Regions from separate parts of the Xenopus tropicalis genome. Here region 1 is linked to region 2. Evidence: chromatin contacts called from public Hi-C data. All regions are on one chromosome and are shown on one strand. The core of a region is the stretch at or near the end of the contact, and the rest is flanking DNA. Distances in the headings are between cores, read along the strand shown.

What was found. A called contact is a pair of places that touch in the nucleus more often than the background predicts.
Region 1: a contact with region 2 is called in a Hi-C map of gastrula embryo, with 2.7 times the contacts expected there. The contact joins two enhancer-like sites. A contact is called at or near these places in 2 of 5 Hi-C or Micro-C datasets (gastrula embryo and neurula embryo).

What each region holds. Positions count from the first base shown.
Region 1 is chr6:68,105,353-68,110,095 of UCB_Xtro_10.0, forward strand. No RefSeq gene overlaps it. Among named protein-coding and RNA genes, the nearest start is that of irx1, 92 kb to the right of the region's middle. Within about 2 kb of position 2,634, at least 2 of the 11 cell types and tissues checked have an H3K27ac peak or open chromatin away from gene starts, as enhancers often do. A contact at or near this core is called in gastrula embryo and neurula embryo, where this site is marked.
Region 2 is chr6:67,914,675-67,919,120 of UCB_Xtro_10.0, forward strand. No RefSeq gene overlaps it. Among named protein-coding and RNA genes, the nearest start is that of irx2, 150 kb to the left of the region's middle. Within about 2 kb of position 2,812, at least 4 of the 11 cell types and tissues checked have an H3K27ac peak or open chromatin away from gene starts, as enhancers often do. A contact at or near this core is called in gastrula embryo and neurula embryo, where this site is marked.

The DNA.
Region 1 (4,743 bases), core at 1,384-3,883, 190 kb after region 2:
TTCAAAAAATTTGCAAAACAGCGAAAACGTTGTTTGCCCGCGACTATTCTTTTGACGCCTGCGAATATTCTTTTGATGCCTGCGACTATTCTTTTGACGCACAACTATTCTTTTGACACCCACGACTATTCTTGCGCAAATTTTTGGACGCTCGACTATTCTTTTGATGCGCGACTATTCTTGTGACAATTTTTGGACGCACGGCAAATGTTTCTGCGAATCCATGCCTGGTGAAACATTTAGCCCATCACTAATTATAGCTGATGTAATGACCCCATCAAGCACATCCCATAGAAAATAATGGAATAAATAAGGCATTTCCTAAAAACCCTGAACTCAGTTGTTTAACTGTTATAGTATTGGGTAATATGGTTTATTTGCATGTTTTCCAAAACACTAGCTGGTATTTTATAGAAGAATGATACAACCAAGAATTTGAGCCAACAATATTTCATTGTAGCCATAAAACAGTCCTGATTTTTATTTAATGGATTTAAATAGATTATTTCAGGTTACATGGTCGGCATTTACTACTCCCCTCTGCATATTTGCATATCTGCATATTACCCCTGCATTCATATTACCATTCCACTACACTTTGGTACAGTCTGTTTCCCACACATCTTCAAGACATTGAAAGTTTCAATATATTTTTATTTGCAACATTCTTTTCAAATACACATTTAAGTTTAGAAATAACATTTATAAATCGATTTCACTTTCATTCATATATAGACATGATTTCAAGAAAAATGAATGCGAGGCTGATTCCATAAATATGTATCACATAATACTGCTGTTTCCCAATGAGGTCTTTCCATGTATTCATTTTTCTTTATTGGCATCTTCCTTCCTATCTCTTGGGAGATCTTCAGGCCATGGAGCTTGGACTTTGAACATACTCAAATCAAGCATCAAAAAAGGTGACAAGGGTTAGGGAGGCTCCCTTGACATTTGGTACGCAGGCATCAGCCTTGGCAATTAAAGGCCACCTTTCTAGCAAACAGTAATTGAAAAGTGTGAACCACATGAGCCTCAAGTCAATAACAGTGTAAGCACACAAATGACCCTCAAAGCTTTCTTCTTTCACCAACCACTGCTCTTTGCTTTTTACCTTTTATCCTTCCCAGCATCATCACTTAATCCACTCTAATGAGGTGAGCAATACTGTTAAATATGGAGTACTAATAGCTCATATGGGAGTGAAACAATATGTATAAAGAAATGTCTTTGCACTGTTACACAGCTATATTAAAAATACAAACAGTATATGATTATGCCTACTGTAGATAGATAGATAGATAGATAAGCTACAGTATAGATATATAGTTAACTAATATAAACACACCATTTAGGCTCCCTGCATAGAAGGTCATTACTGCAGGCCACATGTCACTGCCATGTTTACAAACAGCAGGTGCCTGTTAACAGCAAAATAGCTTTGGTTTATTTATTTATTTACTTTTTCCCATCTGTCTATGTTTTGCAAGTGATATGTACCTGGACATGTGAACAGCTGCATTCAAGTAATGCATATGACTAGTTAAGCTGAAATTAATAATATAAGGGACAATAGTAAAATTAAGAATAATTTCTCTCTCTTTTACCCTAAGACCTTATATAACAGTATATGGTAATCATCAAACAGAAAGACAAAATTTCAAATGCTAAGCTAATCAAAGTATGTTAGTTATCAACCTTTTGATATTTTGATGCGGAGAGCAGTGTGGGACAGCCTGAAAATGCTCACTTTCACCTTTTTTCAGGTCAACCTACGCTCCGCTCCACTGCGTGTGGCTGCACTGAGGAGGAAGCTGTAGTTTTCAATGCAGGCATACGGAGCAGCATATGAAAGCAGATCCACTTCTCTCAGCCTGGGAGAAAATTACAGGCTGATTGAATCGGACAAACTGCTCTGTGTGCCCAGGGCCTAAGTGACACAAAATCACTTTCATTATTGCTTATTTAAATTGGAATTGCAGCAGGGGCATTGCCATGCTCGGCCAGACAAAGCAAGGCAGCCTTATCCTTACTGCTTCACTAGGGCAAGGGTAAGTACTCTCATTTGCACATCTAAATGACACATATATTATGGGATGAGCAGCGAACTCAGGCAGATGCAGACGCAAATTTTTACACTCTAATTCAGCAGCTATCTATTTCTCTGTGTGTTTATACACATCATCTTTTTCTGTACAAGATATTTTTACCTGCGAAATCAGCATTTGCTTTCTACCATTTTTTTAAATGTGTAAGAAATATTTGCACTAATTCAATTAATTTATATTTTTCTGCATTTGAGAGTTAGCATAACCAGCTACTGTACCTGTAATGAAAACAGTTGATGACAATGTATTTAGTACTCACACAAAGACTTTTTTTGGGGGGGGGGTAGTACAATGAGTTTCTATAGGATTAGACTGCAAGGCTTAAATGTACACATAACTTCAAGCAAGATACTGATAATTTTGGCTCTTACACTTCTTGCACCTCCCTCTCTTTTCTTTGAGCTTAATCTGATTTTGCCAGTTCACTTTGATCTAACAGGGGCAGGCAAGTCAGGTCCACAAGTACAGATGGAGTAAATATGGAGATTAGCCTCTTCTCGTACTGCATTAGCTCCTAATACCTGATTAAGCCCAGAATCATGCAATTGTCTCAGTGTTGGCTATCAGAGTGGCAGGGCTCAGAAGGGGGCTGGATGAAGGCTGATTTTGTAATGGATACTTATTTTATCCCAGTCCTCTAAGAAGATTAGGCCTGAGGGTGTCACATTAGCTATGATCTCTAGGCCTTTGGTAATGTCTTGCCGTTTTCAAACACCTCAGCTTCAACCTTAGAACAAACAGGCAGCTTGGACTCTGGCCCCATGTTGTGGCATGAATAATTGCACACTGCCAAGTGTTTGAAGATCACAAAGTGCTGTGTAAATTATCCAGTTTGGACTTAGTAGAAGTGATTTGCGGTGACTTATTGCATCTTTTCACAGTTCAGAATTAAACTTTTTACATTTCTTACCATTCCTTTGATGAAGAATGAAAGTTAAGCAGTGGTCCTCTATTACTTAAAATAAGCCAAAAGGAATGTAACTGAGTGTTGCATAGCTAATAGAAACATGCAACATCCAGTTAATTTTAAATTAATAATAAGTAGTATAAACTTTTTTTATAAATGTAATTATTTAGCAAAAAAGTTTCACAACCTGCACACCCTTTTAAAAATGATCACAAGTTTATTGCAACCATAAAAAATCTGATGCTTCGGTCCTCAATAGGACCGAGATAGGTCCTTGAGAAAGGTCCTATTGAGGACTGAAACGTCGGATTTTTTATGTTCGCAATAAACTTGTGATAATTTTTAAAAGGGTGTGCAGGTCGTGAAACTTTTTATATATATATATGTACTGTATATATATATATTTAAATAAATGATAATAAAGCAGCAACGTGATAGATTCCTCATGATGTTTAAATGCTTTCAGGAATTCACTAAAATGCTTTAGAGGATAGGCCTCTGTCCAAAGTCAGTCTGTACCCACACCTGCATGAAGGTGTGAGAGCAGTAATCCACCAGTAATTCTACCTTGTCACTAAGAGGATGTTGAGCCAGATTGTTAAAACTGGGCAACTGACACTATTTTATCGCAGTAGTACAGTGCAGTATTAGTTGTGGTATTACTTATGGAATCCCTGTGCTTTGCTGCATAACACCACCCAACGAAAACACAACACAAAGTCTTCTCAAATGCAGATTAGCTTAGAAAAACCTAATGTTTGTTATGCTTCATTCCAACACCATTAATAAGAACTGTTTAGAGCTACCTTCCCTAGCAAATATTATTGTGCATTTGTGTTTTTATTTCCTGCAATAAGAAATAGCAATAAAAACATAAAGCAAAGTGGTTTATTCAGTTAAGAGTGGATTTTACCTCAGTTGCCTTTAGTATATAGCCATGTATTTTTATGTTACTGCACAGAGCAAATGCACAGCAGCAAAAAATAAATTCCAAATAGATTGTGGTCATCAAGTTTTAAATACATTTGCTTGCACAAAGTGGTTTTACAAATTTTACACATTTTACATCAACAGCAAGAGTGACAATGCTAGAACTATCATTTATGTAACCTTTTTGGCAACTGGCATTCATATTCAAAAGGAACACTTAATACTTAAAGCAATTTTCTCTGATTCCTCCCTAAACCAACCTATTGAAGGGGCATTTACAACTGTGTGAACATACAACTGCCACCAAAAACAGCATCATCCAAAACAAAGATCTCCCACTTGTGCAATGCTCTAAAGTCACATGACATTAAGGTTTTTGTTTGGTGAAGCACTTAGGATTCAGCCAAATTCAAATTCTGAAATTCCACTGATTCCTGGATCCTGAATCCTTTTCCCCGGCCACAGTAAAGCATTATTGCAAGTACATTTCAGCTACCACAGAAATCAAATATTAAATCATGCATGGCTAAAAAGCTATGTTGCTTTGCTTACTGGGGCAAAACTTAATGCCACATTTAGAAGAATAATGCTTTATAGATCATTATTCACACACATAACACATAAATCTAGTCTGAATCAATGTAACAATTGAGTCTTCTCTTGTTCTGAAAATGTTGTCCTGCTGTGTCTACAATAGTTGCAGAAAAACAGAGGTACGTTGTCAGCCACTGATAGAAACAGAAAGTAATGATGCTTTTTATAGAATTTCCACAGGCCTGCATTTGATTTTGACTTTGG
Region 2 (4,446 bases), core at 1,562-4,061:
AACTTTCCTACATTTCCTCCACTCAGGCTGAAATTTGGTGAAAGGTGTAAAGATAGTTATTGCAGTAATGTTTTAGTGCAAATCTTACTGCATAAATTATTTTTGTTTTGGTGCTTTTATTGCATATTAACAATGTTATTGCGTTTTCAGTACTTTATTATTGGTGATTACTTGTTTGAGCCCAAAAAATATGTACTGCACATCAAGACTAGTTGACTGGAGATTTTGAATACCGATCTCACTGTTCAATATTTGTTATTTTATTTTATTTTCTTTCTTGTATTTTAGTGATTTTACTGCATTTTGCATTGTTTTGCCATAAATATGCATATTTATGCATATTCTGTATCAATTAGTTTAAAAATGACAAAAACTTTTGTCATTTGTAAAAATTTTGGCAATGGATTGACATTTATTACACCGGAGTAGAAAAACATTATACCCATTTTTAAGTTATCAATTTGTTTTAATAAATATGATTTTGCTAGGGTCCAAATTACCCTAGCAACCAGTCTTTCATCTGAATAAGAGAAAAGGAGATGGCCCGATTAGAAAGGTAATAAAAAGCAACAATAACAATAAGATTGTAACCTCACAGAGCAATAGTGTTTTTTGGCTTTCGGTGTCCATGACCCCATTTTAAAGCTGGAAAGAGGCAGGCAAGAGAAAGGCAAATAATTCAACAACTATAAAAACAAAAAAAATACAATTAACCATTCTATAATATACTAAAAGTTAGCATAAAGGTGAGTCACCGCTTTAATGAACTGGAGCAAAGTAGTGTTTACATTTTGTCTGTGAGACTCAAATTATGCAGTACAGCATTTCCTTTCTTGGAAGCTGTGACTTTAACTACAGTAGGCTGGGCTGTCAGTAAGTATGGTGTAAGTCATCAGCAAACAGGCTCATTACAGTTGTCTGCATACAAAGTAACTAGGAACCCAAAGAGTCATCTGCCAATAAAGCACATGAACCCTTAATGTGTTGTGCAAATCTATAGGTATCAAATGACCAATCTGATTTATTTTTCAGTGTTCACCTGTGAATATGTCAGATTACAATCATTAGCATGCTTTGCTCCTTTGGGGGTAATTTGCCACCATTTTGATGACTTCCCTCACTGTTTAATCACTAATGAAAATTGAATTGTAGGCTTAATTGTTCAGGTTTCAAAGGACCCACATATGCAAATAGAAGGTCAATAACATGTTGTTGTCTTTACTAAGAAAGAAATTACTTTGTTACTACAGTGTTAATATGTTTTTTAAAAAGCTGAATAATCAAAGTGGTGGTTTCAGCAACTGTGTCTTTGAAGATGGTGTTTACTTCATTATTACTTTTTACTGGTACTAAGTTGAAGTAAACAGCTCAGTTAACAAGTTTCCTTCCCATTTCTTTCTAAAGACTAGTAAAGCAAGGTTATTGCACGTTTTTGTCTGTCTGGCAAAGATAAATACACACAAGTATATTTTTCTTGTCCCTCTATATTAATGTATATAAGTAATGTATGCTGACTGTGCATTTCTATGTGATAAGATTTCTAGATTTGAAAATAACACAATAATAAAAGGGCTTATTTACATATACAAAATGACTCATTTGCATGTACAAAGTGCAAAAAAAGACTGCATTCAGCCATTTTCTTGCAATTTGCACACTGCGTAGTGCATTGTGCAAAAAGCTGTAGTTCTTTGTGCTTTGTTTTTTAGGAACCAACTAAAATGTGTTTTGTTTGGCTTCTTATTGCCCAGCCACACTGATAGAAGATCAATAATTAGGCAATTATGTATAAAAACAATAGTGAACATCAAATTATAGCATTTGATATATGATATGAAAAATGTGTTTTGAAAGGCTAACTTTAACAAGCCCAAGAAAGCCTAAAAGATAGACGAGATAGACAAATTTAGGATGAAATGATTGACATTTCATTCATTTTGAAAAGTCACTATGGGTTCATGGTTTATTGCTTAGTAGTCAAGTTCACCTGGTTACCATAATACTTGAATTATTACTATTAATTAGTCATGACTGAATTTGTCTCATTTTGTTCTACAAAAAAATTGAAAAATGGCAAAAGTACATTGAAGTCAATGGGCGTCATTTTCTTACCACACAACTGTTTTCACCCATTGAAGTGTATGGGCATGTTTTTGTGGCAAAACCTGGTGAACAAATAGCCCAGCAAAGCAGTAGGCATCTGCACTGAATATATGTGTGTATATACAGGTATATATATATATATATATATATATATATATAAATGCCAATTCACATATAGCAGTAATTACACACATAATAGAGTAATCTCCAGCAGTATTTTCTTAAACAAAATCAAAGGATTCTTATATTTGGCTGTTTGTGCAAAAACTGAAATTTTAGCCCATTGAATCAATTCTTTCAAATCTGTTTAATGCTGGCTAAACCTAAGCATGATATAAATAGGTAAACTCAGAAATTATTTTGAAAATAGTTGACAACATCAAAAAAACTGTCAAATCCCTTGCTTACCTGCTATGGTTTTGAAGTTTTAATCTGGCCTGTCATTATAAAAAAAACTGTGTGGTCTGTATTTTAATCCTTAAACTCACCAGTCTCTTTATTGCATGCAGTGTGGTCTTGAATTGCAAAATGTTTTAAACATCCATAATGAGCTCAGTGTCAAACTGTTGGTAGTTTTGTCTTTAACAATAAGCAGTTAGCACAACTAAACTGAAAGAAATTACTTTAGTGAGATACTAAAAACACTGCCTTTCAGCTCATAATGCCATTAAACAAATGCAGATCATGTATTGTGTCCCTCTTTTTTCTTATTTTTGTTTTTTACTTGTAGGAGGAGACCTGTTTAAAATCAAATCTACATAAAAAGGCCCAGACAAACAGACTGAAGTGTAAATGCCTGAAAATGCCTTCTATCAGTCTAATCTATCTTTGTATATACAGTACAAGTACAAACTACTTAACAATAAGGTTTTTACAAAGTGTTAGTTAGTCAGGATGCAATTCATTTTAGTGACTGATATGATATACTGATACTTATTATTTTATAATAGTAATTGCAGTTTGTAAAATCTAAAGGGCTCATTAACTAATGTTAAATCAATTGAATTGCAGGCACACAAGATTACTGATGCCACCAGTACCCCCTTATTGCACCCACACATACTGCACCAAATTTACCAATAGGGTACAAATTTAGTACCAGCATTAAACCATCAGGCTCAACATGTTTTGTGAGCAAATTTTATAGTGCAGCCAATTAATTATAAATGTATTACTAATTCATTATGTATATAACAAATACCTTAATTATTATGCAATCCTGATTACAATAGTAAAGATGGATTATATTATATTAATTTCATTTTTTTTTTTATCAAACATAGTTACAGAAAAAGTAGATTCTGTTGTTAAACTAACATGACATAAAGTAAAATGAATTTTTTAAGAAATGAGGAAAACGTTTTTCACGTGTAATTTAACCTGTTTTTATTTTCATTTCGAAAGAAATAAAGATCTGGCATATTTATATATTTATCTCTTTTCACTTTTTAAAAAAAAAAAAACATGATTCTTTTATGTTTGGAATGCTGTTCTTTTAAGAAGAAAAAGTTCAATTAGATTTTGTGATAATCTTTAAACACAATCCTGTGTTTTAAGACTATGGGACTAAAGTCTTGACCTATAGCTCTAAGTACAGGCCACTTTCATTCCTGTTGCTAACCTAGGATGGTGTAAAAAATTACAGTGAATGGTAATTCATCCTTTAGAAATCCCATGATCCTAGTGCTGCAGTTGCTGCCAAAGATCTGAATGCCTTTTCCTAAATCTCTGTAATCCAATAAGCTTTTGTGTTTAGCAGCTTGTTTTGAAACTTGTATAGCACCCCAGCCTGTGTCTCCGTATGTTCGTTTGCAGGCAGGTGAGTGCCTCGGGGCCTTATTATTATTCAAGCTAGGGGGTTTTCACAGCCCCGACCAGAATGTAATTTGTAATTAACTGTCATTTACTTCTATCTGCATTGAGTTGTTGTTCAAAAGACAATGAATCTGAGCTAGCCACTCGTTACTGTTTGTTGTAGGTGTAATGTCTCTTAGATCTCGCTGTTTCCATGCCCTTCAGGAAAGCCCTCTACCACAAAATTGAGGAATGGAATTTTTTTTTTTTTTGTTAAATAAATGCAAGGTGACAGACTCACAAATCACAGTTGCTGGGTTGTTTTACTGAATTGCCCAGTGCTGCTTAGCATTCCACTAATTAATGTCTACGTGTTTATGGCACAGCTGAAATAAATTACATAGACAAACACAGCTTCAGATAAAATTCTAATCAATGTAAACCATTTCCCTTTTGCTTGGGTTATTCAAATACCCTGAGAGAAAGTCAACAAGTTATTTATCAGCTGTTAACGCCTTAGTCCAAAAGGTGAACATTAGTATCAAATGA